2 separate regions of the Rattus norvegicus genome follow, and region 1 is linked to region 2. A link is a contact called in public Hi-C data. All regions are on one chromosome and are shown on one strand. The core of a region is the stretch at or near the end of the contact, and the rest is flanking DNA. Distances in the headings are between cores, read along the strand shown.

What was found. Hi-C and Micro-C count contacts between places; a contact is called where the count stands out from the background.
Region 1: a Hi-C map of Schwann cells shows a contact between it and region 2, with 15 times the contacts expected there. The contact joins two enhancer-like sites. A contact is called at or near these places in 3 of 12 Hi-C or Micro-C datasets (the Rat2 cell line, Schwann cells and frontal cortex).

What each region holds. Positions count from the first base shown.
Region 1 is chr3:150,623,830-150,627,736 of GRCr8, forward strand. The region is part of intron 12 of Kif16b (kinesin family member 16B); the gene reads right to left. Among named protein-coding and RNA genes, the nearest start is that of Kif16b, 82 kb to the right of the region's middle. Within about 2 kb of position 2,177, at least 4 of the 93 cell types and tissues checked have an H3K27ac peak or open chromatin away from gene starts, as enhancers often do. A contact at or near this core is called in Schwann cells, where this site is marked.
Region 2 is chr3:150,039,827-150,043,919 of GRCr8, forward strand. Macrod2 (mono-ADP ribosylhydrolase 2) reads left to right here. Exons shown (of 18, transcript XM_039106858.2): 13 at 2,749-2,817. Among named protein-coding and RNA genes, the nearest start is that of Kif16b, 670 kb to the right of the region's middle. Within about 2 kb of position 2,260, at least 3 of the 93 cell types and tissues checked have an H3K27ac peak or open chromatin away from gene starts, as enhancers often do. A contact at or near this core is called in Schwann cells, where this site is marked.

The DNA.
Region 1 (3,907 bases), core at 927-3,426, 580 kb after region 2:
GTAGGCATTGAACTTTGTGTATAATTTCACTAGTACAGGTGTAAAAGGCCTACAACCAGACAGGAAGGAAAGAGCCCCATGTGGGCTGAGGACTGTTGAACCTTCATGACTGCCATTGGTCATTATAATACACAATATTACCAACCTTATCTAAAGAGATGTGTGTGCCTCTCCTGGCTATCAAACTGTTGAAATAATGTCTCCAAATAATTAGAATATGCCCAAGAATTTCATTCTGGGAGAAAGTGGCTGGGGGCAGGTGACCATATAGAAAAGGAACTAGTTTCCCAGAGTCCACACAGTTCTGAGAAGTTGTCTTGCAAGGGACTGGATCAGAGACAAGGATTGGTCGATGATGCACAGGGCCACACTTCTCCCAACTTAACTACCTTAAACCTAACCCCATGTTAAGAGCCCAGAAGGCAAATTTGAGAGAGGGTGACAGAGAACCCCTCCAATAGTCTCCCTTCCCAATATGGTCACTGCTTTTTACTATAGTTTGTCTCTGTAGTTAGTAGACAGAGGTCAGGTACTGACTACTGATTGACATCCTGTCCTAGCCTCGCCAGCCTAGTCCACGTATACTTCCCTGAGCAAGAGCCATCATTACCTCAGAACAGAGTTTTCAATAGACACTGGGGGGTCAAGCTCGGACCCTAAAGAATGCACATCAGTATCAGCTGATAAAAGCAGCACGCAAGCTCTGATAAACTAAGCCCCACTTGCATTTGAATACCACGATCTTCTAAGAGAGCAGTTCCCTTTGACCAGAGAGCTGCACCTTTTCTTATACTTTAACAGCCTGTGACCCCAGTTTGCCCTGTCCATAAGGACCCACTTAGAGCTGTGGGGTCCTCACTAGATAATCTAACTATCAGAGGCCACAGCCTTAAAGAAAGCTGACTCCCCAGGTCCCCAATGTCATTAAGTGTCCAGTAGCTTCTCCGTCGGAGCGTGGCTCATCAATGGTTTCCCACCCCATGCTACAGCGCTGACTAGTTTGAGCACACCACCTTTCTTAAAGTCTGCAAAAACACAAATAAAGAAAACTAAAGAGAACTCAGAGCACTTTCATTGTAAAAAATCACTTCAAAACACACATTTGTAACCTTGAGATACCAAAGTGAAAGGAAGATGTTTCTCTTAGCACCAAATATAAATCCTCTCAGAGATCAAGTAAGTTGGGAGCAAAAAGTAAAGAGAATGCTCAAGGATTTCTGAACGTTTTAAAGCAAGTCGGCTGACTTTAATTTCACAGGTGTCCCCCGCACATATCTAAAGATGCTTCTTCTCTCCCCTGTCACACAACTCCACAATCCCTTTTCATTGGTTTAATCTGGCATTCCCTACACTCACTGAAGGAGCTTACTCAGTCCTCTATAGAGTAATGCTGGAAAAGCTCATCAACAAACATTTCCTAAAATTCAAAATCTAAAGTTTATGTATCTTTATTTGCAACTTTTTGTTATAATAAAAGTTTAATGCATCCTGCGAAGGAGAGAGGGACACAGGAACACACCAGAGTGGTCACTTCTACGAAGGACACTGAACTGGAAATCAGAAAATCATATTCTGACCTCAGCTTGAACACCCATTCCCTGTGTAATCCTGAGAAGTTGCAGGAGAAACCCTGTGTGCAGGCTCTATGCTCACAATGTATCATGACAAGGTTGGATAAGATCAGCCCTAAGACTTCATCCACTTCGAATACTCTGTCATTAATTCAATGTGAAATGAGAGAAATGAGTAAGAAATTTCAATACACTACTTAGACACTTCAAAAGAAATACTGATGGTTCAGATAATGAAACTAAACGAGAAAAGCGTCTTCAGAATATACCACCAGAATTTAAATTAGCTCACTATTTTCTTTCAAGCAGTAATGAAGAAAAAGGAGTATTAACCAGGAAATTAAGGTCTGCTGTTCATGCCCTTTCTATAGCTGGGCTCTTCTGTCCTCTGACTGCTAAACTATACTCCGTCAGTTTCCCCAACAGCCTCCGCTCCCTAGGAGAATAATGCTTCTGAATTCAAGCTACGAGAAAGCCTTTTCTATCCAACTAGGACTCTAACATGAAAGCAGCTTTACAACAACCCCTTCATTCTCACAGCGACCCAGTGAAATACCATGGGCCCATTTCACAATCTGAACTGAACCACATAGAGTCTAAATAAGTCACCCTGTCACATGGTCACCAAATGGCTAAGTGAGGTCATCTTCACCATTATTTTCTGCCACCTTGTAGTGTATCTGTGCCTGTTGGCAGTGCCTTCTGCCTGCTTCCATGTAAATGAAAGAGTTGGGGGAAAAAAATCTTAATATGAGCAGTCTTCTAGAAGATTCTTGGTTCTCAATAGATGAGGCCAAAAAGAGAACTATCTTTTGAACACATTCACTAATGTGGAAAGCCTCAAACATACAAGGAATGATACAGAACAAGGACACAGGGAATGGAAGTTTTAATTCTCTTAAGAACACTTTAGAGCCAAAGATGAAGAAAGTAAGGTGTAAATAGTCAGTACAAGATGGTTCTTATGAAGAAAAGCAAATAAATAAAACGGAAAGGACAAGAGCGGGGAGAGAGGGAGGGAGGGAGAAAATAAAAGAAGGGAAGAAAGCAGGCCAGCTTTCTAAAAAGTCATCAGAATGACCACACATGACACACAGTAAGAGCCACCGTTGAAATGTTAAGCAGCCTCTGCTATTCCTTCCTTAAAGCAGTTTAGGAAAACTGTTCCAGAAGGATGAGAATGGAAACTCCAGAATATGAGGGTGTGTTCACATCTCTGCATCAGGTTTTGGTGTGGCTTCAAGAAGGCACCAGCTAAATAACCCCTAACACTAAACTCTCCACAACCTGCCTCTCACAGACCCTGTACCCAGAAATCACTGGGGCCTCTTCAATTCCCTTTAGTAGTACATCCTTTCAGACAGCTTTGCCGCCAGAGATGCTAGTGAAGAGCTGTGAGGTTTGTTTCCCTAACTGCAGTGCCATCTAGTGGTGTAAAAACCCCAAACCACTCCCAAGAGCACAGCTTTTACTCCAACTATTCTCAGGATAAATGTATCCTGTAAAACAAGAATATGGGTTGCTCTTAAAACACAATGGCTTTGCCCATATTGGGACTGCTACTTGTTAACGTGACAAGTCTCCTTGTACGATATGCAAAGTATGACAAGATTAGCTTTCTGAGAAAACACACATTTAGTTGTCGCTACTTTTCTTCTCTGATACTTTTGTTTGCCTAAAACAAACAAACACAAAAAATCCTATATTTTACTTACTAACAGCAGACTGTTATTTTGTGATTCTGAAGACATTCAGAGAATTGTTGTTAAATTTAACAAAAAATAATCACTCTGGTTTAGTATAATAATAAATTCAAGACATTTGTTTTAAATGAACTTCCAAAACTCTGAAGAATAATTTAAATGCAAATGAAACTCATTATATAATGGCTACTAGTGCCAGTATAACTTGTCTTTGAAGTTTACGTGTTAAAATTGTGCTCTGAAACATGTGGTTAGCCATGCTCTCAAAGTGAAGTGAAATTAGGTTCTGAAAAGATAACTATTTAGATGTCACTGCTAAAGGTAACTAAGTCACAACTAAGGAGTGTCAGGTTAGAAAAGGGAGTATGTCCCAGCACTACAACTAACTCTAACTCTAACTCGAACACTGAGACCAAGTCACTTCTTTCTCATTTAAGAAATAATAATTAAAAATGGGGTGGAGGGTTTCTTACACCATTTAGAAATACAAAACAGAATCATAATTCGATACAGTCACACAGCCACTAGATAGACTGACACTGAGCTGAGCAAACATTGCTGAAGATACTGGGCCTCCTGGAAGGTAACACTGGAGATGGAGAATACTCTGGAAGGTTATGCCCAGCATCTGCT
Region 2 (4,093 bases), core at 1,010-3,509:
TCTCCTAGGTGGTTTTTGTGACATCTCAACTGTCTTCCTCAGTGCTTCATCCAAGACAGTGTGCTGACTGGTGGGAGACTATCGGCAGGGTCCATTTAGAATTGTGAACACTGCTGATCTGCTCATTTTTCCTCTTCACAGCCTCCTCTGATTAAGGCAACAGAACAAACAAAGACATGGTTTTAGTTGTTAAAGCCCCTTGACCTGCCACTAGTTTCCAAAATAAAAATAGCTTGCTTTCCTTCAACATAGTTCCCAGTGCCAATGTTGATTGCATAACTCTGCAGGTCTCTTCCGCATAATGGAAAAATGCGGTCTCAAAATAGCATAATTTATTTACAGGTTCTGACAGCTGTCACCATCAAATCAAATGCAATTGCATATAGTATTTATCAAAAAATCAATAATAAATATATATCGAAGGTTGACTGCCTCCCCAGCACTGTGTGTGCATTGCAAACATTGCATTTAATTCCTAAAACAACATCCACTGTTCCTTGAAGCTTATAGTCTGATGGGGGAATACCAACAATAAACAAATCAAAAGGATACAATTATCAGACAGTTCAAGTAGCTTGCCGAGTAAAGAGGTGAAATTGTGGTAACCCTCAGAGGGCAACTCTAAGGAGGACTCAATGGGGAAGTGTTGCTTGAGATGGTGTCTGAATACTGATGTGGTGAAAACCCCTTCTAGACAGAGGGAACAGAGAATAAATTAACTTTAGGATGGGGATGGGGAGAGGGGTGTGACTGGAGCAGAGTGAGCTCAGTAGAGTGTGAGACAAGTAAGAAATCATAGGCCCAGATTGTGGGCAACATGTGCTTTAACTGAGAATTTATTGGAACATTTTAACCATTGGAATAAATGATCTATGTATTAATGAGTTTGTTTTTCCCAGGGGGTAAAAATGGGTCATAAAGGTAGAGTTAGGAGATGACTTCAGGCACCATGACAGAGGGTTCCGGAAATAGAGACCAAAAGACTGAAATGTGGCACATTCTCGAAATAAGAAGCAACAGGGTACAGAAGTTGGAAGGCTGGGTGGGCGGGGCACATGGGGAAAGAGGAATCCCATGCAGGTCATAGGAGTCTAGCTTCAGTGTCTCGGGGGCAACAGTATCACTTAACTGCTCCATGGAAATCATTTTGTTGAAAAAGTTAATCGTTTAGCTTTTGCATCAACAATTTGAAAATATGTGCAGACAGCCATAAGGGATGTCACATTAGATAAACACGTTCATATTAGGGAGAGGTGAACACTAAAGACCAGGATTAGGGGACACTGTGATATAAGGGATATTTAAAGCCTGGGACTGAAAGGAGAGTCAGTGAGAAGAATATGTAATTGTCAAAGGCAAAGGAGCTGGGACGTCATGACATCTACATCCCTGTCAAGCAAGGCAGAGGCAGCTGCTACAGTGATATGTCTTTAAAAGATCAGGGATGGGGCTAGAAAATGCTACTGAGAAGTCAAGTCAGATGGACAGGAAGAAAGGAAATTGTAAGTGATGCTGCCTGAGAGGGAGACTGAGGCAGGAAGATGTCAAGTTCAAGACCTTTTGGGGTTGTCTCGAACTTGATGGCAAAGAAAAGAGGCCAGCACCTTAGAAGAGAGAGTTAGGAAGACTACTAGAAAACCACACGTGGCTTATGCAGGGTTTCGGGAATGAAGGCGCAGAAGGCAGAGACAATGATTTTTTTCAGGCAGTTTTGCTCTGAAGGGAGATGAAAATCGGAACATGCGGTGACTTAAGGGAAGGTTAATGGTCGGTGCCTTTTGTTTAAGTCAAAGGTAGTTGATGCCTAAGGAAAGAGAGTGATCCGCCTCCCCTCCCTGTCTACCTTCCGCAGATGCTATTCTGTGTTCCAATAGAGGTGCAACCTGAAAGTAACAACCATAGGTAAAGGACAGATGAAATGCTAGAAAGTAGGAAAGTGTCCTTGAATTGGGTATTTTATCTCTAAATCTGTGACTGAATAACTCTAAGAAAAATATGTATATTGTTTTACCAGTTGGGAGATGACTTTAATACTTCCCTATATCCTAATTTACAGTTTTAATGCTAGTAGATAATTATCTAACACTTTGGAGGCCAAACATGAATCAGATCCCCATGGTTCTGGTGAGACCAGTAAGAGAGATGAGCTCTGAATGGGCTTAATTGGTACTGTGAGGTGGACAGTCTTCCCTATCCGTGGTGTCCATTCTATAACTGGGTGACATGATATCCCTGCATATCTCTGGGTGCCTATTTTGAGTGGTCCCCTTCTCCTGGACTACACTGCTGACAGCCACAGAACCACTGTCCAGCTGGACAGCCCAGTGGATTGGCAGCCCATAGAAGTGCTGAGCTAAGCAAAAGCAAACTCTAAAAATCACACAATCGAGGCACTTTGTAGAAACTCGCATGGGTATACATTACCACCCACCACAAATCCAAAACAGTATTCCATTCTTTGAGAACTGTGGAGGAAGCAAAATGCTACTGGTATTGTTGGCATACTACAGCCAACAAACATGTGTTCCCCAGAATGCATTTTGTATTTCATTGGCCTCTGTCTTATGTGAAGATTTATGCTTCATTTTTTATATATAAAAAAATGCATTACAACCCTCTGTCCCTGTAAGACCATTTGGTGTGTGAAGGATATAAACACCTTCGCAGGCCAGTGGAGAGGCAGATGTAGGGAAGGAAAAGCCACAGCCTGAAGGTACTAAGCCTGAGGCCTTTCTTTCTGTTTTATAGATGGTGTCAACACCACCCCAGTGCCCAGCCCTGCTTCTGAAGACAAAGCTGAAGTCCATAAAGATGAAGGTATGAGTCCACATCTAAATATCACAGGTCTTTAAAAGTAAACAGTGTGAGGTTTGTTTATATGGGCAACGGATGCAGCAAAAGTCTCTATTTTGAACCCACTCTGCTCCACGCCCTACTGAGCCTCTGCAGAATTTCTATAGACATTTACATTTGTTCCTCTAAAAATAATGTTCATGAATATAAGAGCAGGCACAGAGGAAAAAAGATGTTTATCTGAAACTCAAGACTTTGTCGATTCTGCTGTTTGTAACTATTCATAGACAGAAGTTTGAAAGAGTGGTGTGGAGGACCACCTACCCGAGGCCCATGGCTTAAGGGGGAAATGTTTGAAAGGCACCCATAAAAACCAACCTGAGGCATTTCTATGGACTCTTACTAAGAGAAAGCCCACGTAAACCAAGAAGAAACTAATACCAATTAGGAGAAATTTTGACTGCTGTAAAGATAAGTGCCACAAAACAGAGGTGCAAATGCTTTCAAACATAATAAAGGAAAATAAAAGGAGGTCCTCCTCTCCTCTCCCTTCTGATTGGTGGGTAACTCTTCCCATAAGAAATAATGTTTGATATCTGCCATTAGTACCTACTAAAGCCAGACTAGACTATTATATTTGAACAAATGGGTGTCTTGTAAGCCATATCATCGACTTGGAACTTAAGTATGTACTTTGAATCCATTTCTTCAATCCAATCTGATTTGAAAACAGGCACACAGTGCTACGAAGACTTGCTATTCTTTGAATCTGCCAAAGAATCAAAATAGTCTCGAAATTTTAATACTCCTTTAATGGCATATATAATTCCATGTCCCATTGCCTGGCGAGTCTCTGTTTTAAGACATGTAGTTGAGGGCAGTTGATAAGAATATAAAATGCTGGGGGCTGGAGAGATGGCTCAGTGGTTAAGAGCACTGACTGCTCTTCCAGAGGTCCTGAGTTCAATTCCCAGTAACAACATGGTGGCTCACAGCCATCTATAATGCGATCTGATGCCCTCTTCTGGTTTCTGAAGGCAGCTACAGTGTACTTATATATAATAAATAAATAAAATCTTTAAAAAAAAAGAATATAAAATACTGGGTTATATTCTTGGGGCTTAATCCTAGTTCTGCTACAGTTACTTAGCTAACTTTTGACAGATAATTCAAGAAGTGAACAAATGATTGCCGAGGAAATACTTGGTGAATTTGTACTTCAGTCTTTCCTTCTGTAATGAGGAGAAGAGTAATGTCTATCTTCAGGCTAGGAGCATGAAACAGGGGGCCAAAGCACTCT